Linked DNA regions of Mus musculus: region 2 is linked to region 1. A link is a contact called in public HiChIP or PLAC-seq data. All regions are on one chromosome and are shown on one strand. Each heading gives the region's core, a stretch centred on a gene start, on an enhancer-like site or on the middle of the called end of the contact. The rest is flanking DNA. Distances are from core to core; before and after follow the strand shown. Region 1 overlaps Rere (arginine glutamic acid dipeptide (RE) repeats). Region 2 overlaps Uts2 (urotensin 2).

The links. HiChIP or PLAC-seq counts read pairs in DNA pulled down with a chosen protein or histone mark.
Region 2: a contact with region 1 is called in a FOXA1 HiChIP or PLAC-seq map of pancreatic cancer cells. The contact joins two enhancer-like sites. A contact is called at or near these places in 1 of 115 datasets of contacts at active chromatin or transcription factors (pancreatic cancer cells) and 1 of 9 other capture datasets (adipose tissue).

The regions. Positions count from the first base shown.
Region 1 is chr4:150,580,572-150,587,213 of GRCm38.p6, reverse strand. All of the region lies in intron 12 of Rere (arginine glutamic acid dipeptide (RE) repeats), which reads right to left. Among named protein-coding and RNA genes, the nearest start is that of Slc45a1, 68 kb to the left of the region's middle. Within about 2 kb of position 3,608, at least 255 of the 459 cell types and tissues checked have an H3K27ac peak or open chromatin away from gene starts, as enhancers often do. A contact at or near this core is called in pancreatic cancer cells, where this site is marked.
Region 2 is chr4:150,999,830-151,006,497 of GRCm38.p6, reverse strand. It overlaps Uts2 (urotensin 2), which reads right to left. Exons shown (of 4, transcript NM_011910.2): 3 at 6,314-6,357; 4 at 4,688-4,931. The coding sequence ends at 4,818. Per3 (period circadian clock 3) reads left to right here. Exons shown (of 21, transcript NM_011067.3): 21 at 539-2,843. The coding sequence ends at 622. Among named protein-coding and RNA genes, the nearest start is that of Uts2, 6.1 kb to the right of the region's middle. Within about 2 kb of position 4,902, at least 14 of the 459 cell types and tissues checked have an H3K27ac peak or open chromatin away from gene starts, as enhancers often do. A contact at or near this core is called in pancreatic cancer cells, where this site is marked.

The DNA of each region.
Region 1 (6,642 bases), core at 2,359-4,858:
AAGTGTGAAGCCAATTCTGTTTAATGAAAACATTTTTAAATTGAAGTCATGTTGAATTTATTTAGAAGCACCCACAACCACCATTGTCACCTATTCATCCAGGCTTTGGCTAGCTGTTTTTAAATAGCATCTCCCTATTATGCAGCCTACATTTGCCTGCATCCCTGCCAAGGTCTCCTGAGTGCTGAGACTGTATCTTCCCTGGCTCCCTCATCCTTGGAAATGCCTTTGTTTAATAGCTTTTTGTTGTTGTTTTTAAGCGAAGGCCTCACAGATCAAATATCATACCCACTGCAAGGACCCTATACTTCCTATTGCCACCTTAGACAACATTTAAATCTCTCTTATGTTTTACTTGGCTCTCATGGGTCCACAAAACATCACTCACTTTCACTATTTCAACCACAGCAATTTTTCCATGTCTCCATAGTTCCATTTATAGTCTCTGGGTTTTCTATATAAACAGATCACAAATCTCAAGTTTGTCTTCCCATTCCTTGCGTTCTCGTTCTCGTTCTCCCCCCCCCCTCTCTCTCTCACACACACACACCCACACCTATGCGGGATGCAGTAAGATTGAGCGTCCTTATTTTGGTCCTCATCTTAAACTAAAAGCTTTATCCATAACTATGATGTTAGACTTTTGGGCAGTCACTGTTTCCAGATTACATATTATCTAGTACACCACAAGTCATCACTACTAGGAATGAGAAGTAAGCTCACTGCGTAGAGTGTGATATGCAGCAAACTGCATTTGAGCTTAGGGTTAGAGGTTAGGGGCTAGGGCGAATGTCTGTGACACCATCACTGGGGAAGTGACAGCAGGATGATCAGGAGGTCAAGACCGTGGTTTATACTTGTAGTCAGTTAACAGATCAACAATCACCTAGGAATTAAGTCTCTGGACTTGCCTATGAGGGATTATCCAGATTAAACAAGGTGGGAGACCCACTTTCCTGTAGGTGCACCATGCCTTGGACTGGGGTCACCAGAATTCATCTCTTACTTCCTGACAGTATCTGCCTCATGTTCCTCCATTATAACTTCACTGCCACGAAAATAATTCTGTATCCTTGGTGCTGTGAATCAAAATAAACCCCTCCTTTGTTAAAGTTTCTATTATACCCAAGAGGTGGCAGCGCACATCTTTGATCCCAGCACTCAGGAAGCAGAGGCAGGAAGGTGTTATCTCTGAGTTCCAGACCAGCCTGGTCTATAGAGCTAGTTCCAAGACAGCTGGATACACAGAGAAGCCCTGTCTCAGGGGTGGGGGATGCTTTTACCAGATATTCTGTCCAAGCAAGACAAGTAGCTAACAGAAAAGGTTAGCTTTGACCATGCAGCAAGTCTGAAGCCAGAACTGGCTACATGAGACCCTCTGTCAAGCAAACAATTCCACAAATAAACAATAATAAAACGCTTCCAAATACCTTGTGTCACACTACACACACTTCTTCACAGGTGCCACAGTGTTTAAAGCACTTAATACATAGCCAAGAGGACTGGAGTTCAGATCCTAGCAACCAAGGTAGGCACCTAATGAACACATGTAACCCTAACTCTGAGGGGAGTGGAGGAGACATGAATATTACCTGTGGTTTTCTGGCTTCTAGAATACGTGAGACAATGAGAGCTCCAGATTCAGGTAGAGACCCTGCCTCAAAAGAACAGAAGAGGGACAGAGCACACTGAACCCTCTCTGCTGGCTTCTATATGTGCAGGTGCTGGTACAGGTCCAGGTACCCCATGTGCATAGACTCAGGCAGGCAGACATGCATGCATGTGCAAACTAACACCCCGCCCCCCCAGCAATACAAAGGTCTTTTCTGACTTCCATATGCACACATTGGCATGAGCATGCATGTGCATGCTCATACACAATGACTAAATGAAGGAATGAATACGGAGGGAAGCACTCTCAGGAATAGTTTGTGTGAAAAGCCTTTCTCTACATGTCCATAACCCCAAGCAAGCAGAAGGAATTTGAATAGTAGTAGAATTACATAGGGCTTAGCCAGACATTTTAAATCATTCTATTACATCCACAAAGATGTTTGTACATGTGTGAAAAACAAGAAACTATTGCAGCTAGAGAAGTTGACATTTCCACTCCACTTATTCAAACAGTCTTTAGAAAACTAAGAGGCAATAATCAGAATTCATAGGTTTTTGGGAGAAGTGGTGAGAAGAACTAGCCCCACCTATCTTCCAAAGCTCCATCAAAACCACAAATTTAAAAACAAAAGTCCAATGCACAGTCTTTAACCCTAGTACTCAGGAGGAGGCAGAGGTAGGCACACCTCTAAGTGAGTTCCAGGATAGTCAGGACTGTACAGAGAAACCCTGTCTTGGAAAAAACAAAACAAAACAACAAAATCCTCCCAAACCCTCACCTCAAAATCTCTACCATCCAAAGAAGCTCTGGCTGGAGCGGGAAACTAATGCATACACGGGCAGTCAGCTGGCACTACAGAGTGTAGGTGCAGATTCAGTCACCTTGGGGAACCTGAGGAAACCGTATTTGGCAGAGACTCCTTCTGTGGCCAATTTCTGTTTGGTGATTTGGATCTTCTATAGACTTGAGGACCACAGAGCAGTGCTGGTCATTACAGAATTTTGTCTTCAAACAACTCAGTTCTGACAGGCTAGTCTGGAAGGAAGTGGGGCCACTGTTTTCCCAAGAGACTGAGACTCTACAACATGAATCAAACAAGTTTTTATCATAATGCCCTCTGCTAGCTTACAGGCCAGTGTCCCCAGATCATTCGGATACAAAGGGATTGCACAGATTTACATGAGACTTCATCCCTGTGTGCTGGCCAAAGAATCCTACAGTAAGTCAGGAATTATAGGAGTAAAATCTCACTTTCTTTCTATGAAAAGTAAACACTGCCTAAAAACCGAGCAAGCACCCAGCACTGAGGCTGCACGGTGTATGTAAGGGCCACCTTAAGACCTGCCTGATGTTCCCTGTGTTCATATCTACTATCTTGGCTCTCACCCTCCAGTGAGTTGGGAGGACTGGGAAAATGCTGTCTGAAGGGTTCTCTGTTGCTAGGATGAAAAGAGCTATAAATATGAGGTCAAAGCAATATTAAAAAAAAAATTCTAAAGCTTCAACCACTTTTTTCTTTTGAAATGGAGAGCCACAGAAGATCAAAGGAGCACCGCTGTTTGCTCAATGCTGCTCTGGGAGCCTCCGCCCTGCACCAGGCAGAGTCGCAGAGGTTGGACAGCATGATTTTAAACTTAACAGAATCTCAAGACCAGCTGTACAGCCTCACATGGAGGCCTATACCAATAACCCTAGCACTCAAGAAGCAGGAAAATGGAGTTAGAGGTCAGCCTAGGCCACACAGCCAGAGTGTGTCACAATTTTAAAAAGAAACAGAGAGAGCATGTTGTACATGGAACATGCTCTCTCCTGGAACCCCTGAGCAAAAGCAGCAAAGGAGACCGACACAGCTTCCACACAGCTCGTCGCCTCCCGCACTCAAAAGCACACGGCAGCCAAGGAAGAAAACATCACGTTGCAAAGACATGCTTTGCCTTGCTTCCTCTGCCAGGCACAAGGCGTCCACGAGGCCTCAGCAGCTTGCACAACACCATGCTTAACCCTGGCTCAATCAGCCTCCTCAGCCATGAGGAGCAGGCGGGGCAAGGGGAGCAGGGTTAAACTTACTGGAAACAAACTTAATCAAAGCCGAGCAGTAACAAAGGGCACCAGAGACATTTCTACTGTATCGCATCCCACAGGCTGGCCACAAGCCCAGAATTTTTATTACAATTTTTCAAAGGGTGGGAGAAAAGGAGGAAAAATGTTTCAAAAAAGCCATATCAAGGCCCCAACCCAGGATGCCCTGCCATACAACCAAAAGCCTGTGAGAGGCTAGCTTTTCAGGGAGTCAGAACCCAGCATGTGGAACCTGGCAAGCCTTTTATAAGGTGGGAGGGGGTCCTTAAAACCACTACTGTTCTGCACTGAAGTCTCCAAGCTTCACAGATCATTACAGGTTTCTGCACCGCAGAGAAAGGAGGGCAGAGGTAAGGAAATGCATCAAAAGCCCCTCTGGGATGCACAAATGCTGCCTACTTGGAACAGGCGTTCAGCACCAATACCCTCAACATTAACAACAGGGAGGACTTTTCAAAATAAAAGCAGAAGAGGCTTGCTCTGTTATGAGCAATACATTTTTGGTTTAAAGGTTACATGTGCTGGAATGAAGTATGGAAGAAAGCAGGTGAACAAAAAGCCAGAAGAACATTGTTTGGGGAGCCCCCCAAACAAGTTAAGAAGCCCTTGCTGATCAGGGGCAGGCTGTCAGGGAGGACAAGGGGACTCCTCCTTGCCATCCTGCCCTAAAATAGTTTCCCACTAATCAGAAAGAAGTCTCTTGTGTTTCTCATGAACCACATGCAAGTGAAGACAAGGGTAAAGAAATCCTGCTATTTTGAAGCAAGGACCTCCCTCCCATTTCTTTTCTTTTCTTTTTTTTTTTTTTTTTTTTTGGTTTTTCGAGACAGGATTTCTCTGTATAGCCCTGGCTGTCCTGGAACTCACTCTGTAGACCAGGCTCTCCCTCCCATTTCTTAGGTGAGTCCCAGCAAGTACAAAACCAAGATGAGCACTGGAGGCAGCCAGGAGCTATGGGACTCCCTGAGGCTTGGCTGTCTTCGGCTCTCTGGTGGATTGTTAACTCCTCCTGTTAACTTAGGACCAGGAACTGACCTGCTCAAAGCACCTCACTGACACATTTCCCAAACAGAACCAAGCCCTGCTGCTGGGAACCATCAACAACGTACCAAGGCGACTGGATCTATGTCCTTCTTAGGCCTCTCAAATACTCAAACATGCAAAAGTCACCATCCTTAACCCTTCCCCCCAATCCAAACCTTATGCATGGGAACAAAGAGGTAACAGCAAAAGCCAAAACTATAGAACTAAAGTATCCCCGAGGAAAGCCTTCATGTGAATGCTGTTCAGAGCAACCTCAGTGGTTTTCCACTCACACTGCAAAAACAAAGGATAAAAAATTCCAGAGACTGTTTGCAAGATAATAAAATAGCATGTGATGGTGACTCACTAACAGATGAAGAGAAGAAAGCCAACAACAGCAGGAAGCTTAGAACTTCACACACCTCCACGGGCACAGCTTGTAGGAGTGTGCGCGTGCACTTGCTCACATATTTGAAAGGCGAGCAGAAAGACGCTACTGGTTTATTCTAGAGCTAAAGACAATATTTTATTCTTGATTGGCACAATAAACTCACTGAGAAAAATAAATCATGGTTTTCAATCCTCTAATCTAGAACACAGAGCCTCTGTGCAAACACTACTAACGTAGGAAGGCCCTCTGTGATAAAGTGAACCCAGGTACTAGTCATAAGCTGTGGGACATAAGTTAAAGGTTCTGGGGGCTGGAGAGATGGCTCAGCGGTTAAGAGCACTGACAGCTCTTCCAAAGGTCCTGAGTTCAAATCCCACAACCACATGATGGCTTACAACCATCCTTAATGACATCTGACGCCCTTTCCAGGTGTGTCTGAATACAGCTACAGTGTACTTAAATATAAAAAAAAAAAATAAACAAGTCTTAAAAAAAAAAGTTATAGGTTCTCTGTCCACTCTACAATGTAGAAGGTGCTGAGTGTCTGTTTTTAATAACCTTAAAGCCAGCAGCTGACCACGCACGGCACAGCACTGCTGACCACGCACGGCACAGCGCTGCTGACCACGCACTGCACAGCGCTGCTGACCACTCACTGCACAGCACTGCTGACCACCCACGGCACAGCGCTGCTGACCACGCACTGCACAGCGCTGCTGACCACGCACTGCACAGCGCTGCTGACCACGCACAGCACAGCGCTGCTGACCACGCACTGCACAGCGCTGCTGACCACGCACAGCACAGCGCTGCTGACCACGCACTGCACAGCGCTGCTGACCACTCACGGCACAGCACTGCTGACCACCCACGGCACAGTGCTGCTGACCACGCACGGCACAGCGCTGCTGACCACGCACTGCACGGTGCTGCTGACCACGCACTGCACGGCGCTGGTGACCACCCACTGCACAGCGCTGCTGACCACCCACTGCACAGCGCTGCTGACCACCCACTGCACAGCGCTGCTGACCAGAAGCTCCTCAGGCTCTCTGCAGCAGACATGAATACTTATGTGTATACACAGAGGAGATCCATAAGAGGAGTAAGTCTTAAGACTGACATTTACCTAAATTTTTCATTTAAAATAAAAATAAAATGAAAGAATACAATACTGCTGAGACAGACAAGCTGGCTGTGAAGACAGCGTGGAAGGTTCCAGAAGCCTGTGGTCCTAGCAAGTCCACAAGGTGGGTTTTTCAAGATGGCTTGGCAAGGAGCTCCCTGAAGACAGGGAGCTCCTTGCCTTGTTTGAACTTTACCAAGTTCCCTTCAACTTCAAACTCTGCCAGCTGTTGTGGTGTATAAATCTCAAAGGCCAATCGTCAGAAATTACAATCCCACACTTCAGGTGGACTCAAGACAGAAACAGAACAATCACATTTCCAAAGTCAAAGGAAAAAAACCAACCAAACAACCAAACAGAAAACAAACAAAACAGAACAAGAAAAGGCCAGAAAAGTGCAACTTTAAC
Region 2 (6,668 bases), core at 3,653-6,152, 420 kb before region 1:
CACAGGGTTAGAAGGCTTTGGTGGCTTTCTCTGTAGGTGTCCTCTCAGTTCACTGATGCTTATGTTTGCTCGTCTATTCCTCCTCTCCACTTTCTGTCCTCGCTTTCTATCCTTGTGATAGACGCACCAGAAGCACTCAGAAGGGATGTTTCACCTCACAGGGAAAGTCAGAGCAGGAACAGAAGCGGAGGCCGTGGAGAGGGCCAGCTCACTGGTTTGCTCCCCATAGCTTGCTCAGTCTGCTTTCTTATAGCACCCAGGGCCACCAGCCTGGAGGTGACACAGCCCACAGTGAGTGGGGCCTTCCCACATCCCTCATGAGTCATGAGACTGCACCACAGACCTGACCACAGGCCAGTATGATGGAGGCAGTCTCTCAGTTGAGGTTCTCTCATCCCAGACATGCCTGGGTTTGTGTCTGTCACGTTTACAAAAACCAACCAGTAAATCTTCCCTCGGCTCAGCCTGTTCCTTACTTTTAAACTCTTCGATTGGCATTAACGTCAAATAACACGCTTGCCTTTGGTCTCTTTTGGAGAGCTGTGTCGCCTGTGAAGACAGAGGTTCAGTGGGTGACACTGCAGAGGTCCTGGAACAGCACCCAGCAGAAGACACCAGTTGAGCAGCTGTAAAGATGTCACACCCCCTCCAGGTCACGTGGGACACAGAGCCGTGCGTTACCTCACCACAGTCTAACTCTGAAACGCCAGTCATTGACATTAAGGTCTTCCCTGGCTTTGTTCTGGTTTGGTTTTGGTGGCGCTGGGGATCAAACCCAGGGCCTCACATCCACTAGGCTGGCACTCTCCACTGCTGACCTGTCTCCCCAGGTCTCCCTTCTTGGTTTTCCCAAAACATGAGCAGACGTTGGCTCTTGTTCATGATAGTAAAACAGTCAACAAGACGTCTTCTCTAACTCATCTGTCACCTGAAGACATTGGGCTGTGTCTGACAGCAGATTTCAGAGGTCACCCTGAGTAAGTTACAGTTGGAACGAGTCGCAGGCCTTCGTCTCGTTTGCTTTTTTATGTTGTTACAAGATCACTTTCCCACTAGAATACTTGAAGAACTTCTGTCTGTAGGTTGTGTGTTTCTCACGGGGTGTCCGTGAACTTACCACATTGATCTAGGTTTTGTACAGCATGGTGCTTCTCTTCCTGATGGTAAGACATTCCAGCTTTCTCTCAGAGCGTCAGAGCGCATCATTCCCCAGGAACTGTGGGACTCGTGGCTTTGGTTGTTTGACCCCATTCTCGTCCATGAAGTTCCTGTGGCAGCTGCCTTTCACAGGGGCTCTTTCCTTAAGATCTGTCAGCTAGCCAGGACTTACTCCTTGGATGACTGAAGTTAAGCCTTGCATGGCAAAAAGCTTCTTACCCAAACAATAGTGTTTTCAACAGTTTTAAATATTACGTTAATGTTATCATGGAGATGTGTGTGCCCCGGCTCACCAAAACAAACAGTTAACCTTTCCTTTTCACCAAACGACACGATGACGACCAGCGGTCTGCCTTTTGTTTGCCCTTGAAGAGGGGTAAGAGTTTGGGAGACTACACTTAAGGGAGCTCGGGGACCCCAGCTCGGTGACAGCAGAGTCCCATGAGTCCACGCTCTCCAGGCAGTTTCTGCCTCAGAAGTGAGTGTGATTGTTCACGCGTCTGTCCTCTCACTGTCTGGTGCTCTGGTTTAAAGAAGCCCAAAGTTCCTTCTTGAACTCGAGATGGCAGTGGAGCCACCCGTGCAGGTCAGGAAGGAACTGACGGGGAGGAGGTTTACAGTGGCCTTTTCCTGCTTCACTTCCTGCAGTCCAACTTACTTCTCTTTCTTTTCTTTTTCTTTTTCTTTCTTCTTTTTTTTTTTTTTTTTTTTTTTTGGCTGTTGTTTTTGCTTTGTTTTAGGAACACTTTGTTCTCCTCTGACAGTTTATAGCTATTGATAACTGTATTGTCATTGTGGTCAGGAGACTGTCATAGAGGCCGCTGTACCCAGTGCTCCCAACTCTGTGGCTCAGACTTCTTTTCTAAAATAGTGCTTTTTCTGGACCGCAGTTCTATTGGAAGGTGTCAGAAACATTTTAAGATGCTGCCTGTGACATTTCTTGGAGCTTTCTGGTATTGAGCAGTTCCTGACACGTGTTCCTGCTGTGTGAACAGAGAGACTTCTCAGAACCTAGTCCATCCTGGTAGTGAAGTGATTTGGGAGGCCTGCGTTTGTCAGGTTGGCCTTCTCTAGCGAAGCTACCAGGATCCTTCTGCGTTTCTGTACATACAGCAGACCTGATGGTCTCTGGTTCCTGCTGGTTCTGGATCCCCGTTTTCTCTGCAGTTCCTTATTTCCTTGCCTTTGTCCACACCTTATGGAGTCTGTATTATGCCAGGCTTGATTTGAAAATGGTGCTGTAGTCAGGTCTGTAAAGTCCTTTACCACGTCTCACCTCTGCTAGGATGCCATCAGTACACCGGCAATCTCTGCTGCTGTGGGCTGGTCCAGCAGAGCCTGCTGCCCCCCATGGGGGTCATACCCAGTGGAAACTCAAGCTCACTGACTTGTGTATTAATAACTAGAGAATTGGTAAGAAAAGTGTGTGTTGTAGACTTGAATGTCTACATAAATATTCCCCCCAAAGCTTTATTTTCTTGGGTCAGAGGTCAAAATTTATGAAAATAGGATGTGTAAATAAATGGATTAAATAAAATATTATAATTCACAAGGTGGCAAACTTTAACCAAATTGGCAATTTGTTCATAATTAACTGTGAATTTGCTTGTACTTAGTGGACATTTATCTTTTCATTGGGTATCTTTTTGAGTAAAAACAATAAACAGTATATGTGTTCAAGTGGAGAATGCTCTTCATTGTGTAATCGAGCCTTGAGCACACTTGGTGTCAGCCAGAGACACTTGCTTGCTGCGGTCCCTGAAGGCCCCGTGCTGGGTCCACATCACCACACTCACAACTGTTTGCCGTGTAAGCTCGTCTCTGTTCCCACTCTGGAGGACAGGCATCTGCCACTGTGTTCAGTCTCCATTCTAGCCCTGAGAGTTTACTGAGCCCTGGATGTCTATACCTGTAAGCATATGGATAATGCTATCATTTATGCCAGTGAAGCGGAATTATCAAAATTACCCTGAAGCTTCTGTAGGACGGCCGGCCTTGTGTTTCACAAACTCTGAGTGACTTGGAGCAAAGTCAGACATCAGAATCTGGAGCCTGATCCCAGCCAGCAAGTCTCAGGCCTGCCCAGTGGTGCCTTCCTCTCATGCCAGCACCTAGGGCCACAGAGCCCAGGATTTACAGTTTCTGCCTCCAGTGTAAGTACTCTATAGAAAGTCTCTCGTCCCAGCCTCACAAGAGCCCGTGGAGGCTGCAGAGTCGACAGAGGACTCAGCTCCAGTGACTGGGCTTAGCAGTCTGTCCTAAGATAATCGCCCCAAATCATTACGCCTAGTGACGGTTTTGTAGATTATGCTAGTACACTAGAAACCCATTTAGGCTTCTTGGGATTGCCAAAAGGGAGAGAGAGCTAGTTTGATTCTGACACTAAGGAGCCACGAGCCTCATAGGCAGATCTGACAGCTGAATGCTTGAATCTGCACACCTGCTTTCCCTACTGAGCTGTTGCTGTCGTGTCTAAATTAGAACATCTTTGTCACAGTTACTTGAAGGCACTGGTGATGTTTGGGGACAAGGGAGAGTGAGGTTTACACAGTGCCTCATGGTTGGCACAGACCTGATGCTCACCTGCAAACTTTCTCATACAGGAACGTTGCTTCTGTGAGAGACTTAGTGCTTCCAGCCTGTGGCTCTGTGGTCAGTCACGGCCTGTGGCACCCAGACAAAGTGTCTGGTCATCTACAGACTGCCACAGTTGTGCATGAAATGCTGGTCTACTTGGGTATTTGTGGGCCTTAAAGATGAATAACCCGCCGATCCCATTCCACAGCCTGAATCCTGGTGTCAGCTCTAAGAACACTAAGTATTTTGCTTTTGTTAGCTGAAGGGAAGTGAGTTTCCAGCACTCAAAGCGAGTCATCTGGACACTGAAGCTCGCTCACAGAGGTTGAGAGCAGGGAAGTTTTCAAGTGCTTGAGCCTGCTGAGAGCAAGGGTGTGAACACACAAGCTTGCCCCCAAGAAACAGTTCAGAGCATCCCCAGGCCCCGCCCGCCACTGCCTTTACATTAGAGCTTTTCAAACTAGCGAATGCTTGCCTCAGGAGCGAGCGAAGCTCTGCGTTCCAGCCTCTGCACCACCAACCGGCACTGGATACGGTGACATCCACTTGCACACCCAGCACTCAGGAAGTAGTGGGGCAGGAGAATCAGGAGTTCAGGGCTGGTGCTGGATACATGAGGTCCTATCTCTCCAATCACACCCCAAAGCAATGTACATATTCACCTTTTAGGGCTTGAGAAAATGTCAAGAAAGTAATTTATTTTTAAATAATTTCTGACTTTATGCCTTTTCTTCCTCCTCTGAGCTGTGTGCTCTTTACTTAAGTGGTTTTCTCCCCCTTTTTGCAAAGCCCAGGATGGAGCAGAGTTCAGAGTTCATATAGCTAGGCAGGCTCTCTGCCGCCGAGCTACCTCCAGCCCAACTCGTACATTTCCAAGATAAATGGGGGCAAAGGTGGGCTGTCGATTTTTCAGGGTGTATACGCAAAGTAAACTAAACTGTGTGCGATAACTTGAGAAACATAGAGGATTTATTTCTCATAATGAAGAACAAGGCGTCGTTAGCGTGATTTTGCTTCAAGCATCTGCTCTGCCCGTTTCCTGAAGCAATGGTTCTGAGAGACCAACGGGCGCTTGTGTCTCCTCAAATGCAGTATTTCCAGAAGCACTCTGGGGCAGCCCCGTGTTGCTTATGTTGTTTCCTGGTTCTTGCCAAGAGACGACTCAGTACAGTGTTAGAATTTTGCCCAGCGAAAGCCTGAAACCACAAGACCAGAACAATAGATAAACAGCCCCGAGTCAGAGTCCTTTCTGGGGACTCCTCGGGCTGGGTCTCTGGAGCTCTCGTCCAGTCAGCTTAACTCTGCGGTTGCCTTGAGCTCCCCTAACCTCTCTGTGCCAGGCTTCTGTTGGGGTTCTAGACACTTGCCTTCTGTGTAACATAGATCCTAGCTGTCAAAATTGGCTTGTTTTAAAGGTTGATCCATGTTTTCTTGTGATTCTAGAATACAGTAGGCACATCCTCCATTTACAGTTTGAGACCCTAGGGATAATCCTTGTACTGGATAGTTTTCTGTCAATGACACAAACTAGAGTCACCAGTCAGGAAGGAGCCTCAACTGAGAAAATGCTCCCATAAGATCTGTCTGCAGGCAAGCCTCTAGGGCATTTTCTTAGCAATTGATGGGGAGGGCGCAGCCCATTGTGGATGGTACTGTCCCTGGGATGGTGGTCCTGGGTTGTATAAGAAAACAGGGTGAGCAAACCATGGGAAGCAAGCCAGTAAGCAGACCCCTCCATGGTCTCTGTATCAGCTCCTGCCTCCGGGTCCTTGCCCTGTGTGAGTCCTGCTCTGACTTCCTTCATTGATGAGCAGTGATGTGGAAGTGTAAGCCAAATAAATCCTTTCCTGCCCGGTTGCTTTGGTCCTGGTGTTTCGTCACAGCAGTAGTAACCCCGCCTGAGACTGTCCTACTGTTCAGAAGGATGTAAACCTCTGAGTGATGACTTTCCCCCAGCTGCACACGGAAGCCACACTTAGTCCCCTCAGGGCTTCAGGTAGTGCTCCCTGTCTCTAGGATCCCCTGTCACAGTGATGGCTACCAGGATGCCAGTGGCGATTCCAGCCACAGAGGTGTCTCTGGTCCAGCCTTTGCAACCCTTTTCATCCTGGGGAGGCGAGCACAGCATCCTTCGACCCTTCCCACGCTGCCTGGTGGGTGCCCCAAGCTGACTAATCTATCACTGGTCCCCTGCAGAGCTGTTGAATTGCAGGTGTGACTAGCAGGGAGGGGTGGAGTCTGAGCATTTCTTACCAGCTTCCTAGGGATGGCACTGCCAATGGGGCCATGTGGCAAGACAGTGGATGGCAAGCCTGGCAGCAGCCTGACCTGCTGCTCCTTTCTCTTGCATCCTACTGCAGTATACCCAGAACAGGCGCTTGTTACATTCTTGTTACAATTTACCCAGAGTAGGCATCTGTTACATTCTTGTTACAGTTACAAATTCTGTGAATTTTAGAAAAATTCTGCCTCATAAGAACACTGGCCAATTATTTTACGGTGTGATTCCTTAGAACACTCTTGGGTCGTGAATTATGAGAAGTTCCGTTTCTCTCTCTCAAAGGCCAGAGCGTCTTACCTTCCTCATGCTTCCCCGTGGAGTGGGAGTCTCAGTGCTGGGACCTGGAAAACAGTTTGACACCTTCTCATTAGATCTGCCGCTGTGTTTTCTCTTCCTTTTTCCTTGTTTAAGCAGGGACTCACTATATAGACCAGGCTGGCCTCCCAGAAAACCACCTGTGCCATTTGCCACCACACCCGCCAGTTATGCTTATTGCAAAACATACAGAATCTGGGATCCCAAGGCTGGGAGATGACTCGTGGTGCACAGGCTGAAGGACCAAAGTTGAGATCCCCAGAACCCAGGTAAAAGCTGGGGGGGCATAGAGGCCACCTTGGCCCCTTAAGCACTCAGATCATAGAGACAGGATCCC